Linked DNA regions of Zea mays: region 2 is linked to region 1. The links are chromatin contacts, called in public Hi-C maps. All regions are on one chromosome and are shown on one strand. Each heading gives the region's core, a stretch centred on a gene start, on an enhancer-like site or on the middle of the called end of the contact. The rest is flanking DNA. Distances are from core to core; before and after follow the strand shown.

The links. A called contact is a pair of places that touch in the nucleus more often than the background predicts.
Region 2: a Hi-C map of leaf shows a contact between it and region 1, with 8 times the contacts expected there. The contact joins the promoter of LOC100283393 here to the enhancer-like site in region 1. A contact is called at or near these places in 5 of 25 Hi-C or Micro-C datasets (bundle sheath, endosperm and leaf).

What each region holds. Positions count from the first base shown.
Region 1 is chr3:193,675,260-193,678,626 of Zm-B73-REFERENCE-NAM-5.0, forward strand. No RefSeq gene overlaps it. Among protein-coding and RNA genes, the nearest start is that of LOC111591193, 58 kb to the left of the region's middle. Within about 2 kb of position 1,957, at least 17 of the 20 cell types and tissues checked have an H3K27ac peak or open chromatin away from gene starts, as enhancers often do. A contact at or near this core is called in bundle sheath, endosperm and leaf, where this site is marked.
Region 2 is chr3:193,739,849-193,743,466 of Zm-B73-REFERENCE-NAM-5.0, forward strand. It overlaps LOC100283393, which reads right to left and starts at 2,247. Exons shown (of 1, transcript NM_001156294.2): 1 at 1,265-2,247. The coding sequence starts at 2,165. The coding sequence ends at 1,452.

The sequences.
Region 1 (3,367 bases), core at 707-3,206:
CTCGGACTCGGGCTAAGTCCCGGAAGACGGCGAACTCCGCTCCGCCTGACCTAGGGCTCGGACTCGGGCTAAGTCCCGGAAGACGGCGAACTCCGCTCCGCCCGACCCAGGGCTCGGACTCGGGCTAAGTCCCGGAAGACGGCGAACTCCGCTCCGCCCGACCCAGGACTCGGACTCGGGCTCAGCCCCAGAAGACGACGAACCCCGCTTCGCCCGACCCCAGGGCTCGGACTCCGCCCTGGCCTCATCCGACGACCTCCGCCTCGCCCGACCAGGGGCTCGGACTCGGCCTCGGCCACGGAAGACAGACTTGACCTCGGCTTCGGAGGAGCTTCCACCTCGCCCAACCTAGGGCGCAGACCAGCCACGTCAACGGGAGGCGCCATCATCGCCCTACCCCGAGCTGACTCGGGCCGCAGGAAACAAGACCGGCGTCCCATCTGGCTAGCTCCGCCAGATAGGCAATGATGGCGTCCCGCATGCTCTGTGACGACGGCGGCTCTCAGCCCCCTTACGGAAGCAAGAGGACGTCAGCAAGGACCCAACCGCTCCGACAGCTGTCCCTCCGCCAGGCTCCATCGCTCCTCCGACGGCCACGACATCACACCAGCTGGGTACCAAAATCTCTCCGGCTGCCACGACGGCATGCACTTAGGGCGCTAGCTCTCCCCCGCTAGACACGTAGCACTCTGCCACACCCCCGTTGTACGCCTGGATCCTCTCCTTACGCCTATAAAAGGAAGGACCAGGGCCCTCTTAGAGAGGGTTGGCCGCGCGGGGACGAGGACGAGACAGGCGCTCTCTTGGGGCCGCTCGCTTCCCTCTCCCGCGTGGACGCTTGTAACCCCCTACTGCAAGCGCACCCGATCTGGGCGCGGGACGAACACGAAGGCCGCGGGATTCCCACCTCTCTCACGCCGGTCTCCGACCGCCTCGCTTCTCCCCCCTTCGCGCTCGCCCTCGCGCTCGACCCATCTGGGCTGGGGCACGCGGCGACACTCACTCGTCGGCCCAAGGGACCCCCGGTCTCGGAACGCCGACAATAGATGTCCAAATAGGTCGTCCGGATTGGCCCAGTACGAATTGTGGGTCATGCCGACTCGATCCGGATTAGCTAGCGAGATGTGCAGTGCCGACCCACAGGCCACAAGCAAGGCCTAGGCACGAGCCGCTAGGTTAATAATCGTGTTGGGCCGACCCACTGTCCATTGGGATAGTGCGTATAACCGTTTAAATTGCAAAAATAAGCTAAAATATGCATACACGAGTGTTTAAACTAGAGTTGTTAGCTCTAAACACATATTTACACCCACGTAACCAACAAAACAAACATATTTTTATGTTTTATACTCTATATTCAAGTATAATATATGTTGTATGAAAAATGAAAAAAATAAAACCCATCAGTATCGTACGAGTCTGTTGTCCCGCGCCTTAGACCCATACCGATAATCGGAGCGGCACAGATCCACTTCGCTACATGCTGTGACGGGTTTAGGCCGAACCAAACTCATGGCGTGGTTCAGTCCGCTCAGCTTGCTCGGCCCGCCCGCTTGGGCATGTTTCCTTTCAATATCCTATTATTTATTGTTTTGGACAAAATTCGAATCAAATTTATAAAATTTTGATTATAAATAACTATTTTGTTATTTAGCTTTGAAACCTAATATTTATATACACATATTTTTCTTATAAAATAATTTTATAAAAGTATAAATATAGTGAGAATTTATTTGAAATTTTAACATAAAGATATTGATCAAAATTATATTTTAAATATTGTGTCGTTGTTATAAACGAAATTGAGTATAGACGACTAGTGAACACGCACACGGCACACCGCGGCTCGCGACGTGTCATGGGTCAGTTGGGCTGCAGGTTCACGTGGGAGGAAACGTGTCGTGGGGTGGGGGACAGCACCGGCAGTGGGGGTGGGACCGCGCACCGGCCGCTCATCAAAACAAGGGAAGAGAGGGACCCATGGCGATGGCACTCGAATTCGGCAGGGCGGGAGGCGTGGGTGCGGTACGGCGTTTCGTTGACGTCGTCGCATGCGATTTCGCCCCCAAGCAAGCGGCCGCTCTACAGTCCGGTTTCGGCGTATTGTCCTATCCCTTGCGCCAGAGTCTAGAACCATGGATTTGCCGTGCCATCGAAGTCAGAGGATCGCGCCTAATACAGTTAGCGCCAAACCAAACAGGGGAGGCGCAAACGTACTTGTCAAAATGCACTGTGAAGTTTCTGGTTTATGCCAACCGGCACTGGTAGTACACATTCGATGAGTCCATGGAAAACAGCTATAGGGCTTCCAATGGAACTTACTACTCCACTAAGCATAGGTTTAATCATGGCTTATTTGAGCAAGGAAAAGAGAAACCAAAATTAAGAGAATCTTATATAGCTCGTTAGTAGTATCTCCCGGTGTTTCTTCAAGGATAACTATATTTTTTCTGAAAACAATATAACCATGGGATGCCATTATATAGAAAGGTGAAAATAACCTCACGTATATCTATTTCTAAATAAACACACTTCTTCAAACTGTGAAGCTTTAAAATTTATTTAATTGTAAAAAATAGTATTGATATTATATCTTTAAATAAGTATATTATAAAAAAATATATAATGTTAGGATTAAGTGTCATTGTCGGTACCCTGAATCAGGGGTACCCCTTACTATAGCATTAAAGACACGGTGCCGCGTAGCTACCTCTAGTCGCGCGGTAAATAGCACCCAACCTTTCCGCGTGGGCAGCTCCGGGGCCGCCGTGTGGCCGGAAAAGGTGGTATACTCCAGGATACCTTCAGTAGGTCCGGACCTTCTCAAGGAAGCGTCGGACCCCATACTCACGACCCGGATCTCCGAGTATGATCCAAGGCTCCAAGTCGTACCCCTTGGGAGAGGTCCGGACCCCTCTGAGCGGGGTCCAGGCCACCCACAGCGAGGTCCCGGGACAGGGGATACCCTGGCCTAAGCAAGGGTCCGGCACTGACACGTGTCTAGGCTTTATCCTGTGCGCTTGCGCTCCCCGCTCAGGTGGAGACCCGATGCTGCCACGTGGCTTGTTGCCCGTGACGTAAGCCAGCGGGCGGAGCCTGACGTAAGGCCTCTGGGCCGCGTGGTCTCTGCATTTATTGCGGAGAGGACGCGCCGCATGGCCACTCTGCTAACTGTCGATGTGCCGCCTCATCATTTATTGTGACCTGTCCACTCAACTGGCAGGCGGCATCCAGGCCATCCTTCAGGCGGCGTGCCTGTCCAGTCCATTGCCAAACAGTACGCCCATGCTGCAAGGCGCACTGTGTCCACCATCACTTATGCATTGCCAGGGAAGCTTCCCCTGCACGCCAATACCACGCAGATCTC
Region 2 (3,618 bases), core at 997-3,496, 65 kb after region 1:
GTTCCTCACTGCGGATAGCCTAAAAACTATTCTATACTGTTGTTTTTATTTATAGTGTAGTTTAAATATGGTTATAATTACGTGTGAACTGCAGTAGATAGCCTTAGGTGCACCTAGCAGAGCAAAACAAGCAGGCGCGTAAAACGACGGAAGGCAGAAATCCTCCGGTATCCGGAGGCGCGGCGCGCGGTGGGCCCCACGGCGAGGAGAAGCTGCCGCCGCGCGAATCACTGCCCCCTGATGCCGGCCCTCACGCTGCGCCAGGCCCACAGCTGTCGGCCGAGACCACGCCCGGTCCTCGCGCGGCATCCAGACGCGGCCGCCCCGGACACGGGACACGCCCGCGGCCCATCAGCGGATCCGGCACGCCCGCGGCCGCGAGACGCGACCGCCCAACCACCGTGGCCGGCAGAGCGGGGTGCCCGCAGCGGATCCGCAGCCGGCAACGACGGGGCCTGCCGCCGCGCACACGTGTCGCCGCCCACACGCACACGTTATTCTCAAGGTCACGAGTAGCACAACGCAGCGGCGATTCCGTCGTACGAAAGAGAGCGTCGCCGGTGCGGAAAGATGCAGCCGCCCCACCGCTCGAGGAGTCGTCCCGTCCACACCTGCCTCCCGCCAAAGGCCCACGACTCCCCCCGCTCCATGGCATCTGCTTTTTTCCTTCTCAAAGATCTGCACGCGGCCGCGCCCTGCCGTCTCCTCGACGCTGCCAGTGCCATACAACCATGACCGGACCAACCAAGGATTTCAAAAGTATTTCGTCGCCGTCGCCGCAAATTGATCGCGGTGAGAACAATAATAATTGCTTTAGTGGAGCGGGGAAAGCCGCGGAAACCAGTGGCCTGGATAACGTTGCTTCTGCAGTTCTGCTTCCTCGGTGAACCCATCGGCGGTCAGCTGATGAGCACGTCGCTTGGCTCCAAATCAGCCTCATCAAGGAGGAAACAAGATTTGTCGAGTTATTAAGGCCATGCAGAATGAGAGGCGGCACTGACCAAACAAGTAGTACAGTAAATTTCTCGTGTCACCTTGACGGCAACAAAATACGGAGTAGTTGGTGGCGGAAACGCAGCGGCGCAAATTAAATGCAGACCTGCGTTTCGCAACAAAGCTTTGAATGGAAAGATGGCAAGGGAGCGTTTCCGGACAGATTTCGTTTGGGTCATTTTTTCCCCTCAACAACTAATAGATCCTCAGTACTTGGCAATTACTAATCAATACTCCATAGCTTAAGCCCATATCAACGCCGGCTTGATCAGACAGACGAACAGATCTCAGTTCATTTCCGTCTCGACGGAAAAAAAATATTTACAAGACTCCCCATCTCTTAGTCTACAGAACAAGAATACAGCCATACAGGACCAAAACAACCACAAGTAACATTCCTGATGAAGGCAAAAGGGAAAAGGAAGCTACTAAGTCGTCAGCCAAAAACTCCGGCCTGCCTAGTTCTCTGCCGGCGGGGGCCAGTTCAGATCCAGTTCGAAGCCCACCTTGTTTGCCGTCACCGCGGGAGGCGAAGGGGAGTGATCAACCACAGACGACGAGTCGGAGTCGCTCTGCGCAACCGCGGCCACAGTCACGGCCGGTGGAGCGACCTTGAGCATCCGGTATCCGGATGCCGCGGCAGCCGCCTGCTCGTAGAAAAAGTACTGCTGTGGCGTCGGGCAGGCGACAGGATAGCCCTTGAACGGAAACCGCATGCCGGTGGAGACTGCGTTCACGGCGGCCGCCCGATGGAAGAGGTCGAGATCGAGAGCCGGAGGAAGCGGCATGGCCTGCATAGGCGCCTGGATGCCACAGCCGCTACCGCCACCGCTCGAATCCACGGTGCTGTTGCTACTGGCGCTACCGGCAGCACCGGAGGCGACGGAGCACTGGGAGGGGAACGGGAAGTTCGTCTTGGCCTTGGCGCCTCGGAACTCGCGGGCGGCGGAATCGTACGCCTTGGCGGCCTCCTCGGCCGTGTCGTACGTGCCGAGCCACACACGGCTTTTCTTGGCAGGGTCGCGGATCTCGGCGGCGTAGCGTCCCCATGGACGCTTCCTCACGCCTCTGTAGTGCGGGCCCATGCCCACGCCTCCGACTCCTCCGCCAACGCCCAGCCCCAGGCCGGTGGCCGGCGGTAGAGGCGACTTGTCCGCCACCCGGGGCGCCATGGTCTACAAGTGGCGTGTGTGTGCGGGTCTTCCGGTTCAGCGAGGTGGTGTGGGCAAGAGGGGCTGTATGTGTATTGCGTCTAGGACAAGGTGACGGGGAGGGGGCGGCATTTATAGGCAGCCGGGTGGGTTAAAAAAGGGCAGCAGAGACAGCGGAAAGCCGGAGCGCGAGTGGTGGAGCGGCGAGAGGCAATAAAACTCGGCGCAGTCAGCGAGCGGTTTGACTGTCCTGTCCTCGCCGCCGCCCCTCGTCTTTAGCGAGGCGGCCATTAAAATTAGGCAGCCGTTTTCCGATTATGCCACCTGCCGGCCTGCAAAATTACGTAACGTATGGCAGGTGTTACGGGTGCCGTTTCCCTTTTAGGTCCCTCCACTCTGATGGTCTTAGCGCAATCGCTGCCGGGTCTTCTTCCCAAGTGAACCCATCTTTAAGTATTCTCTCTCTTTTTTTTTAAAAAAAAAAAGTCCACACTGCTTACACCGAAGTTCTCATGCAATCTAATAAATTAGAATACAATGGAAAAATATAGCATATCACTGCTTTCCCACAAATCATTCCCATCTACTGTTGATGTGAAAACTTTCAAAATCATGTTCGCTATACACATAGTTTTCTCCTGTGATCAAGCTAGAGCACTGCCTATAAACACAATTAGTATGGTTTCATTCTTAGTTTGCAACGAGAGATATTGTTTGATTCTTAGTTTAATGACATTTTTTTATGACGTGACAGTGTCGGAAAAAGTGTTATGAAATGATATTTGTGATTAGCCTAATTTAAGCTCACTCTGTTTAAAAAGTTGTAATTTAATGTTTGCTTCGAATTAAAGTCGGTTGTTTTAACTGCTTCGGCTATAATATATAGGGACCAAAATAATGTAGAAATAATAGAAATCTGTACGGATTAAAGTTAAGCGAATATGGTGAATAATAGTTATTATCGCTTAACTCGCTGTCAAAGAGCAGCTTAATCCTTCCCGTGACTTTCTTCTAGAGCAAGGGCTCTGAGGCAATAACGAGAGACTGGAGGGCGTGGAGCGAAAATCGGATACCCCAAAAGCGAAGGCCGAAGGATGCACGAAGACGGACGCAAAGGCAAAGCCGCCGCACGAGGGCCCACCTGGAGCGGGGCAGGGAGCGGCACGCCACGCCAGGCGGCGCGAGCACGTCGTGGGGGCCCCATGGGCGAGGAAGACGACGCATCACGATCCGTGCGTCCCTAGCTGGTGTCAGGCAGTGCAGTGCGCGCCCCGCCCGGGGTAGCGACGTAGCGTCGGCGTCGGCATCGGCATCGGCCGCGCACGCAGCGGAGCGTAAAGACACGTGGGGGCCGCGGCGGCCTGCATCGCCGCACTGTTGTCCCATCCTCCGCGCACGCCTCCCTCTGCGATCTCCACGCCGAGTTGCGCCGCTAAGACATAAGAGAGCGTCTCCAAATAGCTAGCTATTTTAA